2 separate regions of the Oryctolagus cuniculus genome follow, and region 1 is linked to region 2. A link is a contact called in public Hi-C data. All regions are on one chromosome and are shown on one strand. The core of a region is the stretch at or near the end of the contact, and the rest is flanking DNA. Distances in the headings are between cores, read along the strand shown. Region 1 has its middle 15 kb from the start of KDM2A. Region 2 overlaps KDM2A (lysine demethylase 2A).

Region 1 (4,452 bases), core at 541-3,040, 130 kb after region 2:
GAGAATAGGGGTCAAGTGCGTCCACTTCTTTCAAGGAACTTGGCTGTGAAGAGGAGAGCAGAGAGGACGCGGAGCCTGTGTGTGGCCTGCATGAAGGTGTTGGTCAACAGACAGGCCTTTAAACTAGAAACTGGAACCAAGGGATAGGAGGTGGAGCAGAGGCGCCCGGAGGGTAGGCTGGCCCAGAGAGGAGCTTCAGCTCAGAGAACGCCTGGGGAGGGAACGCCTGGGGAGGGAACAACGGGGAGCGATTGCCCGGGGGCCCAGCACAGAGAGACCTTTTTTTTTTTTTTTTTAAGGTTTATGTATTTGAAATGAAGAGCATCAGAGAGAGGGAGGGACAGAAAGGGAGAGCTTCCATCCAGTGGCTCACTCTCTTTGTAAATGACTGCACCAGGCTGGAGCCAGGAGCCGGGAGTTCCGTCCGGGTCTCCCACCTGGGTAGCAGGGACCCAGGCAGCTGGGTCATCATCCGCTGCCTGCCCAGGTGCCACAGTGCGCCCGACACCTCAGGATGCGGGTGCAGGAGGTGGGGGAGTTTTATACTTGAAAACCTCGCGAATGTTTCCGGGAGTTGTGATGAACCGAACATATTCCCTCCAGTTCATGTCTTGGAAAAATTTAACAACCTATGCAAGAGTCTGGGGACCTGGGGCCTAATGGGAGGGGTTTAGGTTGTGAACAGATTAACATTGCTACAGGCTGGCGCCTTGGCTCACTAGGCTAATCCTCCGCCTGCGGCGCCGGCACACCAGGTTCTAGTCCCAGTCGCCCCTCTTCCAGGCCAGCCCGGGAGTGCAGTGGAGGATGGCCCAGGTCCTTGGGCCCTGCACTCGCATGGGAGACCAGGAGAAGCACCTGGCTCCTCGCTTTGGATCAGCGTGCCGGCCGTGGCGGCCATTGGAGGGTGAACCAACAGCAAAAGGAAGACCTTTCTGTCTGTCTCTTCTCTCTCACTGTCCACTCTGCCTGTCAAAAGAAAAAAACATTGCTACAAAAAGGGCTTGCCTGGGGCTGGTGTTGTGCAGTGGGCCATGCAGCCATCTGGGGAGTGAACCAGGCACATAGCCCGGGATGCCCACATTGCATCTCAGAGTGCGGGTTTGAGTCCGGGATATTCCGCTTCCAATCCAGCTTCCTGCCAATGCTCCTGGGAACTGCCGCCCACCCATGGATGGAGCTCTGGCTCCTGGCTTTAGCTTCGCCCAATCCCAGCCCTGGGTGTTGCTGTCATTTGGGAGTGAACCACTGGACCACTGGATGGAAGATCTGTGTGTGTGTGTGTGTGTGTGTGTGTATTCAAATAAATAAATCACTGGGGGGGGGGGGGTTACCACACTGTGGCATAGAAGGTTAAGCCTCTGTCTGCAGTGCTAGCAGTGCTGTCTCGAGTCCCAGCTGTTCTACTTCAGATTCAGCTCCCTGCTGGTGTGCTGGGGAAAGCAGCAGAAGATGCCCCGGGTCCTTGGGCCCCTGCACCCACATTTCCATCCCTCTCTCTCTCTCTCTCTGTTTTATTTTTATTTAAAATAAATAAATCTTTTTTTAAAAAAAGGGGGGGATGGAATTTGCAAAAGTGACTATTGGAGGAGGATGTTGTAGGCAAAGACTCAAACTTGGAGGGGGAGGGAGAAGGAGCCGGCCGTGAGCTAGAGCCCAGGGTGGGAGAGGCGGGCGCTGCAAAGTGCAGTGTTCCACGCTCTTGGCAGCAGATGGGAGGTGCAGTTTTAGCCCCAGCCCTGGGCACCTGGCAGGCAGCTGTGGTGCCAGATGCCTGGGGGGGAGGGGACGATGGGCAGGAACTGAAGGTCAAACTGGAGCGAGACGCCGGTGGAGGATTGGGAGGGATCCAAGTGGGGCAGAGGGGGCACGGTGCTTGGCAGAGGGCCGGCGTGAGGAAGATGGAACTCGAACGGCCTCAGCTCTGCCCTAGGGCCAGCAGAGAAGGAACTGGGAGATGTCTGCGTTTCCTGGTGAGCCCTTGCAGCCCTGCTCAGCTGGGTTGTTCCTGCAGAGACACAGTTGCTCTCTCTCTCTCTCTCTCTCTTTTTTTTTTTTTTTTTTTTTTTTTTGACAGGCAGTTAGAGAGAGACAGAGAGAAAGGTCTTCGTTTACCGTTGGTTCACCCCTCAAATGGCCACTACGGCCGGCTCGCTGCGCCGATCCGAAGCCAGGGGCCAGGTACTTCCTCCTGGTCTCCCATGCAGGTGCAAGGCTTAAGCACCTGGGCCATCCTCCACTGCCTTACCGGGTCACAGCAGAGAGCTGGACTGGAAGAGGAACAACCGGGACAGAATCCGGTGCCCCGACCGGGACTAGAACCCGGTGTGCCGGCACCGCAGGTGGAGGATTAGCCTAGTGAGCCACGGTGCCGGCCAACACAGTTGCTCTCTTGGGGATGCCCCCCAGGTGGTCGGGGGGGCCTGCCGAAGCTGAAGGGCTCCTTGGCTAGACTTGAGCTTGACTGGCAGGCTTTGCGATGCTGACACCTGGAAATGCGAAAAGCTGGAGGGCGTACCCAGCTGCCAATCATTCTGTCCTGTGATGCCATCAGGAGGGGGCCTGGCTTCCTGGTCCCCCAGCCCCAATCAATCTGGGGAGCCACCTCTAACACTACCACCACACAACACACAGAGACTCATGCACACACACACACACTCACACACACACAGATACGCATACACAGGTGCACACAGACTCATGCACACACACACACTCACATACACACACAGATACGCATACACAGGTGCACACAGACTCATGCACACACACACACACACAGATACGCATACACAGGTGCACACAGACTCATGCACACACACACTCACATACACACACAGATACGCATACACAGGTGCACACAGACTCATGCACACACACACACACACACTCACACACACAGATACGCATACACAGGTGCACACAGACTCATGCACACGCTGGCACAGGCACACACTTCCATTCGCTTCTCTCTTTTGGTTAACTGGAGTCATTTTCTGTTGCTTTCCACCGAGAACTCTGACTAAATCAGAGCTCACAAAGATGTGGGCTCCGCAGAGGAGTGTGCCCTGGGCCAGGGGCTGGTTAAAGAGAGACCCAAACGGCAGGCCCTGGTCTCAGTGCAGGCAAGCAAGCATGCTGTCCCGAGACAGGGGTCCCAGAGCAAACCATGTGTTTGGGCAGTGGCCCCAGGAGTTACCCACGGGAGACTAGGGAGGTAAGGAAGAGAAGCACCCATAGAGGCTGCATTCCCGAGCGTGCTCCCCAGCGTGGTCACTGCCACACACGCAGTCAGAGCTAGCCTCCCGCAGCACCCCGGGCCGGAGCACCACGCCCAGGGCTCCAGAGTGCACTGGGCCGTCCCCCAGGTCCCCTGAGAGAACCAGAGCAGGACGCAGCAGGCACTAGAGAAGAGGGAATGATGTGGGATCCGAGTGCCCGCCTCCACGAAGTCACCAGGTTCAAGACTGACCTTGTGGTAGAGGAAGGCCAAGGTCGCACCCCAGGAGGTGCCAGCCACGGGGAGGCAGCCAGCTGGGCCCCCCACAGAGTCTGGAGGGAAGGTGGAGGGTGCGTGTAGGCCCAGATCCTGGCGTCTTCGACCCCCCTCCACCCGTGCCAACCCCGCAGCGCCGACCTGGCCCCCTCCAGTAGTCCATATGTCCTTTTTTGTTTCTGCTGTGGGAACTTGCGCGCCAGGCCACATGCCCACCCCCGGGGTGCCCCTTAGAGCACTCACTGTTACTGGACCCAGCCTGTCCCAAGCCCCTCACGCGGGATCCTAGACACCCCCCCCCCCTGCCCAGGAAGAGCATTCAAAAGGTTCCAAAGCGCTGGAGGTCCAGGGTCCTGCCCTCAGGGTCACACAGCTGCTGAGGAAGACAGGACCAGGGTCTGAACCGGGAAACACAGCTCCAAGCCCGCGCTGCCAGCCCCCCCCTCCATGGATTCTCTTCAACATGCAAAAGAGGTTGTGTTCCTGCCGCACCAGCACACAGAAGGCTGAGTGTGTGTGTAGGGGGTGTGTGTGGGGTGTGTGTGTGTGTGAGTATGTGTAGGGTATATGTGTGTGTAGGGGGTGTGTGTATATGTGGGGTGTGTGTATGTGTGTGTATGTGTATATGTGGGGTGTGTGTATGTGTGTGTGTATGTGTGTGTGTATTGTGGGGGTGTGTATGTGTATGTAGGGTGTGTGTGTGTGTGTGTGTGGGAGTATGTGTAGGGTATATGTGTGTGTGTGTAGGGTGTGTGTGTATGTGTGTGTAGGGTGTGTGTGTATGTGGGGGTGTATGTAGGGTGTGTGTGTATGTGTGGGGGTGTGTGTATGTGTGGGAGTATGTGTAGGGTATATGTGTATGTATGTGTGTGTGTAGCGTGTGTGTGTATGTAGGGTGTATGCGTGTATGTGTGGGTGTATGTGTATGTGTGGGTGTGTGTAGGAGGTATGTGTGT
Region 2 (4,510 bases), core at 504-3,003:
ATGTAGACATTTCTGAAGCCCAACCTTCTTCCTCTGACCTCATGAGCCCTAAGGCAAGGCCAACAGTCAGAGAATGGAAATCTGGGAGGTAATTCACACTTGCCTTAGGTGTGTGTAGGGTAGTAACTACTTCAGCAAAAACTAGACTTGGATCCCATACAAGTCAGCACGCCCAGGCCATATTTAACACTCCTTCTCCCCATTCTGTGTTTATGCTGGTGTACTCAACACTGACTAAGGATCCTGCTCCAGATCCTGGAGTGGGGACTCGGAGGGGCCCTCTAACTCATCCCAAGAAGCTTCTCCGGGAAAGAATGCTTGTTGCCAAGTCTCCAGATGCCTCTCACCTTCCCCCAAACTGATTTCATCTGCGACCGTTTTATTTACTTCAAGTTGCTATGGCACCCTATCCTGGAGCCTCCTGCTAACGCCACACTGCGTGGGGGTGAGGAGGCGGGGTGTGGTGCCACGTGGGACCAGGCTCTGATATGGGCTCCTAATCTTCCTGGGGTGAAAAATTCAGGTCCATTCAAAATGTTGTGCTGGGAGTGCAGAGTGCAGGGCTCCCCTCCCCCACGTCGCACTGTGAGGAGTAGGACTCTGCCCATTTCCTCTGCAGGAGAGAACTGAGCTGTCCACAAACAGGGACTTTCCACTCTCAGCAAAACAGGCAACGCAGAAAGACTGGTGATTGTTAAAGAGAGTAGAAAAGGAACTTAACTGTTCACTTAAAAAAAAAAAAAGGCAGTCAAAAATCTACCTGTAAGACCTCTGGGGGAGCAGTACAGGGCAGGCGGAGAGACTGTGGAAGGTGGGGGCAGCTGGTCACGCACACAGGACTCAGTGGCTGGGTAAGTGTGGGTGTGGAGGGAAATGCAGATTTCCTTCCAAGCCTTTTTCGCTGGGGCCATTCAACCAAGCACGCCCTGCTTTCATCAGAAAAGGCAGACTCCAGCTGAGGCCCCACAGAACCATATAAAGAAGCCACCACCCCTCACCAGAGGGGTTTGGGATGGAAGAGCGGGGGTGGAGTGCCGAAAGGCTGCCGCCTACCGAGGCTCCAGGCTTTCGGGAGAGCATTCACACACAGGCCCACACCCCACAGCTCACAGGAAGGGAAACAGAACAGAGGGCGCCTGGGCAGCAGGGGGAAAGGATTCCCGAAAGCCAAGCAACTCCATCCGCAGCACATCCCAACAGGAGGACAAGTGCAGCGCCGGCTCAGGCACCACGAAGTCACACCGCCTCTCCTGGACTCGCCCCACAGGCACTGCTTCTGCCCCTTCGCCAGACAAAGTCCCTACAGTTAACACACTCCCCAAACCAGAAAGGGTTCGCCAACCGACCACCTGACCTTGTGTTTCTGGTCGCTCTGGAGCTGCCGAGGCTCTTGGGTGAAGTTTCCCCAACGTCTTTGTTTTGTTTTCTGTATCAGAAGTTGTGCCGAAGGAGTTAGGTTTTCTGCCTCTAACAAAATCCTGATTTACTTGGAAATTCTGGAATCTCAGAGCACACACGGCAGGGCAGTCTGGCCCTAACCTTTCCGACCAGCCAGAGAGAGCAGCGTGCAGCGCTCTGAGCTCCTTCTCAGCCCTTCAGCTCAGCCGCGGCTTCCTGTGCCTGCGAACAATGCTGCTGCGTCACCCACATGCAGCTCCCAGAAATGCTTTGCAACGGAAGATGGCAGGAGGGGGAGCTGAGCTCGAGCGAGCGAGCCAGGCAAAGGGCCCAGCCGTTCTGCTGCAGAGCCGGCGGGGGTGTGCACGGCGCCTGCTCTCTTCCTCGCGATTGGAGGAGGCCCTGCCGGGGAGGGCACTGAGCTGGCCTCCGCCCCATCTCCCTCCCACCACCACCACCGCAATAGGAGAACCCAGGGCCAGCCCCTGGAGGGCTCCGCTGGCAGACTTCTGAAGGCGCCAGCGAAAGGAAAAGCTTTAACCCATTCAGGGAGCTACACGCTGGCACCCAGGTCCACGTCGGTCCTTGTCTCAGTCCACACCCTTCCCCTCAGGGTCACTCTTATTGTTACAGCCAGTGTTCTCTTGCTGATTGCACACACACTTCTCTCTCTCCTCTCAGGAAACACACTGGATCGCCCACGGTCCAGTCTCCCTGGAGGAGCCATGCATCAGCTCCTCCGGAGTTACCCTCTCTCTCCTGGCACACTGCCTGCTTCACCTGCCCTCACTGACGCCAATGCCAGCCCACAATCCAGAACCAGGCTATGTGTTTCCAGAAAAACCTTCAGAAAGAGCAATTACAGCCAATACCGAGACACAACAGAGGCCTCCTCCGGCTCTAGCAGTCACCACAATATCTGAAATATCTATGGAGCAATCTTTCAGCAGCTCCCTCGTGAGCAAGCCACCAAGTCACACAGCTGAGTACAACCCAAGGTCAAAGCGCTTTGCCTTTGTGCCTCTAAACATGGTGCCGGAAGTCAGAACAAGGCTTTCTCGCAACTCTGGCCAGTCTCTCCTGCCCAGCAGATGGCTCCACACTCAGATACATACTCCAGCACTTCCACTTCTACTCAAGTCTGTTGTGCCCGCCTCATTCTCCACATTCCGTAGATGAAGCAGCCAGCCTCGTATCCAATCAGACACCTCAATGCCCAGACAGTCCCCTGACTGACACTTGTTGCTCACACCTCCAGGTGCTGACCCTCAGCCACGGCGAGGCTCAGCCGGCACACTCTGCAGGCTGCAGAAAGGGGGGGTGCACACACCAGCGGGGCTCTGAGATTTCCATGGCACTGAACCGCAGCACAGCAGACGTTTGAGTTCAAATTTATGTAATCCTTAGATTCTCACAAATACCACTTGGCCTTTTTAGAAATTATAGATGCTACTTTGACACAAATATCTGGCTCTAACTGCTGGAAGCAATGTTGTTTACTTCAGGACAGCTCTCTCAGTGAGTTTCTGGTACAGACTCGGTGTCTAACAGGTCTTCTGGGGCCTGGGCTTGGTTGTTGGGACAAGCACTAACTTTGATAGTGTAGCAGTCTCCAACCCGAGGGGGAGCGCCTGAGCCCTCCTGGAAATGCTGGGACGACCATCCTAACCTGAAACCTCTGTCTAGCACCAAGGCTAAAAGAGCCAGTACAATCATACTTTGAAAAGTTAGTTTTGGTCTTCAGTGCCATGTAACCCAGAGGGATGATAAAATACAACTACTTAAGAGAATCAAAACAAAACACAAGTTCAAGTTGTAGCAAGTGCAAATTCTAGAATCCGCCAGATAAGGGCACTAAGAAACTGCAAGGAAGCTCCCAGATCTCAACTTAAACAAAGCCTCATTTTTCCCCTCTTATTAATTCACAATAAAAGGCAACAAAGAAATAGTAAAAATATGACATAATACAGGAATACAATGAAAATATCTCAAAGAGTTACATACATTTTAACCTAATCTCTACATGCCTCAAAACTCAGATGATTTAATTAAAACTTTCTATTCAGTAAGAATCTGAATTATTACAAATATCTTGCTAGTAAAACCTGCGAATTGGGGGCGGTACTGTGATGTAGTGAGTAAAAGCAGCCGCCTGCAGTGCTGGCATCCCATATGGGTGCTAGTTTGAGTCCTAGCTGCTCTACTTCTGATCTAGCTCTCTGCTGTGGCCTGGGAAAGCAGTAGAAGCTGGCCCAAGTCCTTGGGCCCCTGCACCCATGTGGGAGACCTGGAAGAAGCTTCAGGCTCCTGGCTTCAGATCGGCATGGCTCCAGCCATTGCAGCAATTTGGGGAGTGAACCAGCAGATGGAAGACCTCTCTCGTCTCTGCCTCTAATTCTGCCCTTCAAATAAATAAATAAATCTTTTAAAAACAAACAAACAAAAAACCCTGCAAATGAAGTTTCATTTGCACAGGCTTATCTGGTTTGGTAAGTTAATAGCTGATTAAAAGGGTCTTCCACCAGTTGTTCTTAGTAGCACACTCACCCACAAAGTGATAAAGAAAATTCCTGATCACCCTCTCTATAGCCACCATCTCTCTGCCTCAGTCCCATCATATTGCGATGGAGACGGTGTGAATATTTAGATCCATAGCTATAGCAGAGAGAGACAAAAACCTAACGTATACATCACTACAGAGCACGGTCACTGATCTGAATCATCTACCAGGAAGGTCTATTAGCTGGTGGATTACAACGGTGCCTCTTCTTGCAGGACAGCCCCTGCCACCCCTCCCTCAGTGTCTGCTCTGTGCCCTGCATCACACACAGTACCTGCAGCTGGGTATGTGCTTACTGGTTCCTCACACACAGAGGCAGCTTTATTCATAACAGCGCAATCAATGAATTTCATAGATCTGTAACATCTAATTTTTTTTGCTATAATAATACTCCGGCTTATTAAGTACTTTTTAACATTACCATTCATTCTAATAACAACCCCATGGAAACAGTTTTTAAAGAAAACAGTAATTTGCCCAAAGTATGACTGGCAGATTTATCAAAAAGCTTGTGTCTGTGTGTGTGTGTGTGTGTGTACAGAGAAACTGCTT

What was found. Hi-C and Micro-C count contacts between places; a contact is called where the count stands out from the background.
Region 1: a contact with region 2 is called in a Hi-C map of psoas muscle, with 2.0 times the contacts expected there. The contact joins two enhancer-like sites. A contact is called at or near these places in 5 of 6 Hi-C or Micro-C datasets (ear pinna, embryonic fibroblasts, psoas muscle and 2 more).

The regions. Positions count from the first base shown.
Region 1 is chr1:4,901,836-4,906,287 of mOryCun1.1, forward strand. No RefSeq gene overlaps it. Among named protein-coding and RNA genes, the nearest start is that of KDM2A, 15 kb to the left of the region's middle. Within about 2 kb of position 1,791, at least 1 of the 8 cell types and tissues checked has an H3K27ac peak or open chromatin away from gene starts, as enhancers often do.
Region 2 is chr1:4,772,573-4,777,082 of mOryCun1.1, forward strand. The region is part of intron 13 of KDM2A (lysine demethylase 2A); the gene reads right to left. Among named protein-coding and RNA genes, the nearest start is that of GRK2, 23 kb to the left of the region's middle. Within about 2 kb of position 1,754, at least 8 of the 8 cell types and tissues checked have an H3K27ac peak or open chromatin away from gene starts, as enhancers often do.